Regions from separate parts of the Zea mays genome. Here region 2 is linked to region 1. Evidence: chromatin contacts called from public Hi-C data. All regions are on one chromosome and are shown on one strand. The core of a region is the stretch at or near the end of the contact, and the rest is flanking DNA. Distances in the headings are between cores, read along the strand shown.

Region 1 (3,979 bases), core at 997-3,496:
TAAAGGTCATTATAGTGTTAAACACTTAAATATTATTGAAAGCTACAAGCTACAAGCTAAGCTGGCTCGTTATAGTAACGAGTCGAGCTGGCTCGATATCCACCCATACTTTCCATGTGAATCCACCATGTTTCCATCTCTAGCCACATGAGCGTGTGCTAGGGAGAAGCGAAGTATTATGGAACTTTTGTAAGCAAGCTGTCTTAATGAGATCAATAACGAAAACAAAACTAACATCATTAGGCACTCTACTGTTGAGACCAAGTGGCTTCATAAACTCCTTATCATTTTACTTTTACGGAAATATAATATCGTCTATCTTGATGTGAGATCGAGTGGATTTATAAACTCCTTATCATTTTGCCGATCAAGAGACAACTAAGGTCCATCACAAAGCTAAAAATTCTGTAGTCGGAGGAAACGTGAGTCGTGTGCCTGCTGTCGGACCATGTTGATTTTTTTATGTTTTTTTTTATATAAACGTGAGTCGCGTGCCTGCTAAAGCTTCATAAACTCCTTATCACGTTTCCTCCGACTAAGGTTCTATCTTGATGTAATGAATAATTACATGTTTAGGTGTTGTCTTCATAGAATTATAAAACTAGCATCCTGTCGATTATCCAGCAATCGACAAAGTATGTATCGGCTAATGAATGGCCGACAACCTACGTGTGACAGATTTAGAGTAGAATACCGGAGACTTGGCTACTGTTGGTGCGTCCGACAGCAGGCACACGACTCACGTTTCCTCGGAGTTGAGTCTGTACTAGTGTAGTGCACCTATGCTAGTGCGCAACAGGCAGCAGCCGCCCACTGGCACGGTAGCATGGTGACCCGCCTGTATGCACAACGGTATACTAATAACAATAATCTCCTTAGCACACAAGATGACCGCGTGGCCTAATGGATAAGGCGCTCGCCTCCGGAGCGGGAGATTGTGGGTTCGAGTCCCATCGTGGTCGATGTTTTTTTTTATCCTGCATTTATTTTTTTTTGGGCGGAAAAGAAGAAGACAATTCAAGTGCCAATCTTTTCTCTCAGCCCACCGACCCTAGCATTGTTCATGGGCCGCCATCAGATGCTTTTAGCCCCGAAACAGTTCCAGTAACAAACGTGGTCATCCGAAGGCCCAGCGGCCGCGGCCATGGGCTGCCCATTACGTAATCGCCACGTGCCAAATACGTAATAGTAGTACACACCTTTACGTTACGACTTTACGAGTTAATGCAACGTATTCTAAATGTTCGAGACTATGGTAGGGAACTTCTCAAAAATAATAATAATACTAATAAATGGTCGTTTTTTTATATCGAGCATCTTTTAACAATACCCTGTAAAGGATGATTATTCCAAGTTTGGAGAAACGCAGTTACGTACCATGGATTTGCTTCACTTTTATTTAAAATCGGAATTGATCCTCTCAAATATGCCAGCTGCTTAGACCATTGCTAAAATAATTAGTTTGTACTCTAAAGATCACGGTGATATCGACGTCCGCGTTTTCAGGGGTCCAAATTAACATCACTTTTGGTTCTACATACACGTTGCCACCTTGTTAGCTACTGTAGTACTTATCATATGCTTTCGTATGGCAGAGGGGAACCTTCGGTTTGAAGAATCAAAATCTTATTCTAGATGTCTATAAATTTGGTAGAATGAACCAATTTTTAATATTATTACTAATTATTAGATTATGAGCAATGAACTGGTGATTGATCAACTTATTATATTTCATAAACCAAAATAAAAAAAGTGAGGAGTGCGAAAATGACATGTATAGTTTGAACACGCACCGGGAATAAGGCGTTTTTCTTCTCCCTGGAAATGTGTGGCGTGGCGTCCAGTTGAACCACCGACCCAACACAGCTTCGGTCAGGTCAGCGGAGGCGTGCCGTCCTGCCAACTCCTACTGGTGGTGGTGCCGCCGCTCCACATGGCATGGCCTTCAACACGCAGCCTGCCTGTGTAGGGAAACGTGATTAAAAATCGTTTATCTATAATAATAATAATAATAATAATAATAATATAGTAATAAAAAAAGAGGTGGTTGGATGAAATGGCTCGTTCTAATCCATAGGCAAGGCAACAAATAAAGCAGCTAGCCTAGCTAGCTGTAGGCGAGAGTAGTACGCGTCTAAGCAACCTACCGGTGACGATGGATACCGCGTGGCCGGTTTCTGTCTCTCCTGCCTGTCTCTCTCTATATACATATAAATAGAAACGAATAATGGGGGATTTCCAGATCATCGTCCGTCCAATCCATCCATTCATCTACACACGCAGTTGCAGCACATACAGCTAGCTAGCTCGTTACTGTTTTTGCAGCTGATCTGATCGACCGACGCGACCCACCGATCACGATCATGAGCTACCAAGCGGGCTACCCACCGCCGGGCCAACAGGCCTACGGCGCGCCTCCGCCGGCGTACGTCGCGCCACCGCCGGCGTACCCGCCAACGGCCCAGGACGGCGGCGCGGCGTACTACGGCCAGCAGCAGACAACCACCACCAGCAGCAGCCGCGGCGGCGACGGTTTCTGGAAAGGATGGTGAGGGCTTATATAACTTATTAATTGACTCCAACCACAGAAGCTAGATAGATAGAGATGATGCGTTCTGATCACCTGCTGCATGCTTGGCTTTGCTCATGCAGCTGCGCCGCCATCTGCTGCTGCTGCGTCCTCGACATGTGCTTCTGAGGACATATCGTCGATCGATCGACGACGGCCAGGGCATGCTAGCTAGCTGATGACCGGCCGGTACGTGCGTGGTTGATGATCACCATCATGTGCTGCTCTAGTAGCTGCTGTGTCATTATATATTACACATCGTGTATACATATATACGTATACGTACGTACTCGTACGTCTTCGAATTCATTCCTGTGGTTATTGTATTATACATATGCAGCACACTTTGTACTCGTACCCGTGTCTGTGTCGTGTATTCAATTGTCGAGACATTCTTTTACGATTCTAATGTATGTAGTATTAATTACATGCTATATATATATTCCGTTCCGTGATACTATCAACAATACTTCTCCGGCAGCGGCAGAGCTGACTCCATTTCATCCAGTGTAATTAACTCAAAAGTTAACAACCCCACCCCACCCCCCTTCTTGTAGTGTGTTTCGTTGACCAGTGGACAAAAATGGAGCGGATCCATTCTTATTTTCTGGATCTTTGGTCTCTAACGAAAGAGTAGCTAGCGAAGTGGCTCTTGGAGTCTCCATATGAAAATATATCATAATTTCATAAATAGTTGGGATGCTGCTGCTCTACTAAAACGATTGGACGCAAGTCCTCCCCTCTACACTCATATGGCTCTCCAACCAAACAAAGAACGTAACGGCTCCGCTCTATTCTACTCTTCTACCAAACAAAGGGTCCTTTTAGCATGGCTGACGGCTCTCGCTCTGTCTCATCGTGAAGCTCTGCCAAAACGATAAAAAACGGCTTCTCATTGACAGCACTAAGAGCTAGAGTTGTTTTGCGTTGGGAGCCAGAGCACAAAAAATATAGCTTCTACTAGCTCCTACATTTTACTCATACATTATTTGAAACGAACACAAGAGAAACCGTTTTGTCCAAACGAATTGCAAAACTGGCTATGGCTCCTCTAGAGAAGCCAAGGAGCCAGAGCTGAAGCTGTCACTAGTACACAGAAGCTCTATAGTGGCGGTTCTAAACCTATTTACACAGGCGTTTTTCAGTACCGCCAGTGCTAGGGGTCAGTGGAAATCAGCATTTCCACTGGCGGTTATTTTGGAACCGCCAGTGAAAAGTGCATTTTCACTGGCGGTTTTCTTAAGGAACCGCCAGTGAAAAGTGCATTTCCACTGGCGGTTCCTTAAGAAAACCGCCAGTGAAAATGCACTTTTCACTGGCGGTTTTCTTTATTTAGCCGCCAGTGGAAAGTTTTCCCGCCTTTTTTCAAAATTTCAAACAATACTGAATTATATATATATTTATTTACAC
Region 2 (3,673 bases), core at 772-3,271, 160 kb before region 1:
ATAGCTAAGTGGTTGCGCCGGTTTATATAAGGTTAACAAAGCTAGCCGATATAAGGTGACCATCTCCATTAATAGCTCCATGGTTCAATTAACTGAGATGACACTGTACAATGATCACCTCCATTGATGGACTATTAATAGAGATGATACTATTACATAGATCACCTCCGTTAATGGCTCTATTAACAGAAGCAGTGGGTCTTAGGATGCCCGCCTCCTTAATCTGTGGCTATAAAACAATACCTCTAACCACCCGCATCTTCTTTCTCCAAGAGCTCCCATATTCATTTTGATGAGTTGGAGCTCCAGAACTTAAAAAATCACCATGTTTTGAGGATGAAACTTCGCTCTTGGATTAGGACATCATGACATCTCTTTTTTAATTTGTATGATTTTCTTTGTAACACTTAGATGCTTATGTTTTTGTATGACATAGAGAAGCTCTATATACCGCTATCCCGTGGTGTTTTCTTGTGTTAATTGTAGACTGTTTATATTTATATATATTATTTGTAACAACTTAGTCATTCAAGTGATGCACCTCTCGTTTTGTTGCGTATTATTAATATTCATTTTTGCTGCGTACAATGTTAATTGATATGGATATGTTAGAATGAATATATATACTAGATATCAAGGCTATCGTAGCCCTTCATAGAACAAGTGGCAGTTTTTTTCACCTTTTAATAGTTTTGCTTCCCTATAGCAGAATAATAACTAACTTTTATAGAATTTGATCTTGAGTCCAATTAATCGCTAAAAGCAAAAAAAATCATATTCTTAGCTTGCTCCAGAATATTTTCTATAAAAAGCGGTATCATCCGCGTATTATTTTTTTATACAAATTGTTGTAGGGTTTACCTACAGTATTTTTTTATTGAATGGAGGTATGTACAGTTTACAGTTGAAGAATGTGAAGGGAGAGGGGTTGCTATGTTACATAGTGTTGTATCCGGTTCACTTCTTTTCGCGCGGGATGTTTTCAAATATCCAATTATTTTGGCATTTTCAGATATACCAGGATATGATTATAATAGCTTGAAATAGAAAAATCATCATCTACCAAATGAAAAAAATGACATCATCTGCATATTTCAAAATAGAAAAAAAACCATCTCTACCAAATGCGGAACTACTACGGCAAACTGTCCATTATCCTTGGTTCGAGCCATAATAAGAATTGCCAACCTATCTGCTACCACGTTAACAAGAAAAGGTGATATGGGGTCCCTTATATATATCATGCCCTTCCTAGCTAGCTAGTTTGGAGAAAGTGACCAACAACGTCATAAACTTTGACGCCTACAGGTCCTTTTGAGACTACTCGATCAATCGAGACACAACATTTCTGTGAAAAGCCAAAGTCCACTTTATCCCATCATACGTTTTTTTAAAGCTAGCTTAAGAACAATCCCGTATTTTTTTTGCATCTTATGAATGGTGTCATATAAGAATAAGATAGCACTGCCTTGCACTATAAATCTCTCAGAAATAAAAGTTGTTTTTGCTAATTAAGATCTAATACTTTATGTGTTGTTAGAGTAAATCAATTGGTGAAAATCCTTTGTAAAAACCTTAATGGCTGATTTGGTGAACATAGAATTAGAGGGAATCCATATGGTGATGAATCTCCTCGCTATTTAAAATTGAATAACGAGGTAATTCCTCTCCATAAATCCTCTCCAATTCTCTGGTCAACAATCAACCCTAAGGACTTGTTTGGAAGCAAAAATAATAGAGGGGTTTAAGAGGAGGGACTAAAATCTCTTGCTACTGAATTTTGAATAGCAATGATTTTTAGCGTCCTCAATCTAATATCTACAAAAGTGGCCTCGGCCTTTTTGATAGGAGAGTAATTAAAACTGTTAAGAGCCAAGTTACCGGCATGGATAATTGATCAAATAGCTCTATCAGCCTCAGCTGGTCCCTTTTTTTTTAAAAAAAAAGCTGACGAAATTCAGCAGCGAAACCATCTCGACAAACTGCTTTAATTCGTTATGCGTCACTTGGAAAACACTCTTTTCCGTAGGAAGCAAAAATCATCCGAAACTTTGAGAGATAAAAGTCTGCACCCTGGTGAGCTGGGCACCACAGGTCGTTCTTGATTGATCCTTTTTCATGGCAAAGCAAAGCACACTCGATCCTCCATCACAAAAAATCCCCTCCCATTCCCCACCCCACCCTAGCGCGAGGCCGTAGTACGAATCCAGCGGCGGAGTACGTCCACACGAAATCCAGAGAGAGGGGATAAGGTTCCGGGGCCAGCCAAAGCCATATCGTGGTGCAGCCACTGGCGCGCCGCCACGTGGGGCGGCGGTGGTCACACCTGCGCTCCGTCCCGGCATTATCGCCAGGGCTTGGCGCCACAGCTAGTATATTGGCTAGCTTTTGGCTCGGCAGCTAACGACCTGCAGCCAACCATCTACCAGCGACTCAGCGAGCGAGAGCAGCACACACTGCACGCAGCTAGCTAGGAGCAGCAGCAGCGGCGGCGATGGCGGCCTCCATGATCTCCTCGTCAGCTCTGGCGGTGGCGCCTCAGGGCCTGCCGCCCCTCGGCCGCCGCGCCTCCTCCTTCGCCGTCGTCTGCTCCAAGAAGAAGATCAAGACCGACAAGCCCTACGGTGCGTGCCACCTAGCCTGCTGCCGCGGCCTGTGTGTAGATCACTGTCAGCTTAGCTAGCTGCTTTTCGTCCGGCCCCGGTGGCCGGGTGTGGTTCTGACTTCTGAGCTGAGTCGTCGTCGTGATCGTTCGTGCATGCATGTCCGCAGGGATTGGGGGTGGCCTGACCGTCGACGTCGACGCCAACGGGAGAAAGGGCAAGGTGAGCACTTGTTGTTTCTAGCTAGCTAGCAGCTATATAGTTTTTTAGTTATCCACGCATGCATGCTGCGTACGTGATAGATCGATCGATGGAGCTGAAATTACGTGGTGGGGATGCGATTATGCAGGGCAAGGGCGTGTACCAGTTCGTCGACAAGTACGGCGCGAACGTCGACGGATACAGGTGATGAGCTTATTGCTTGCCCATCAGCGCCCCCCAAAAAAAAGTGAAATTTGTGTGTGATGACCCATGCAATTGTTGACGACCATGCATTATTTTGATCAGTCGTAGTTGTTCGACTGTACTGTGTTTTTAATTAATTTGGCAATGAATCTGCAGCCCAATCTACAACGAGGATGACTGGTCTCCCACCGGCGACGTCTACGTCGGTGGTAAGTAATTGCACTCTCACTTGCATGTCCACAGTACACAAATTAATACAACATACAAGCATGCATGTAGTATATGTATGAACAGCAGGTAGTAGCTTGATTTTTTTTTGGCCCTTTGCAGGAACCACTGGGCTTCTGATCTGGGCCGTCACCCTCGCTGGGATCCTCGGCGGCGGCGCCCTCCTCGTCTACAACACCAGCGCCCTCTCCGGCTAAGGATATCCAATGCATGCGCTTCTTGCGATTCGTCATGTAAAATCAGGGTGTCTGTCTATAATCTAGCCTCCATGGATGCTCAACCTTCGTCATGTAACAATAATCAGTGCTACTCTTCATTACATAATTTTGATGCTATATATATATACCCCATCCCTCCCTAATAATTCGTTCTATCTGCGTAGCGAGGTTAATTCAAAAAAAATTCGTAAAAGATGGTGAAGCTAATTAAGTGAAATA

What was found. A called contact is a pair of places that touch in the nucleus more often than the background predicts.
Region 2: a Hi-C map of tassel shows a contact between it and region 1, with 2.7 times the contacts expected there. The contact joins the promoter of LOC100281646 here to the promoter of LOC100281009 in region 1. A contact is called at or near these places in 3 of 25 Hi-C or Micro-C datasets (bundle sheath, ear and tassel).

The regions. Positions count from the first base shown.
Region 1 is chr4:28,860,329-28,864,307 of Zm-B73-REFERENCE-NAM-5.0, reverse strand. LOC100281009 reads left to right here and starts at 2,246. Exons shown (of 2, transcript NM_001158772.1): 1 at 2,246-2,548; 2 at 2,653-3,029. The coding sequence starts at 2,364. The coding sequence ends at 2,698. It overlaps TRNAR-CCG (transfer RNA arginine (anticodon CCG)), which reads left to right and starts at 890; the gene lies at 890-962.
Region 2 is chr4:29,020,997-29,024,669 of Zm-B73-REFERENCE-NAM-5.0, reverse strand. It overlaps LOC100281646 (photosystem II3), which reads left to right and starts at 2,021. Exons shown (of 5, transcript XM_020552493.2): 1 at 2,021-2,624; 2 at 2,773-2,825; 3 at 2,953-3,008; 4 at 3,165-3,217; 5 at 3,339-3,586. The coding sequence starts at 2,495. The coding sequence ends at 3,433.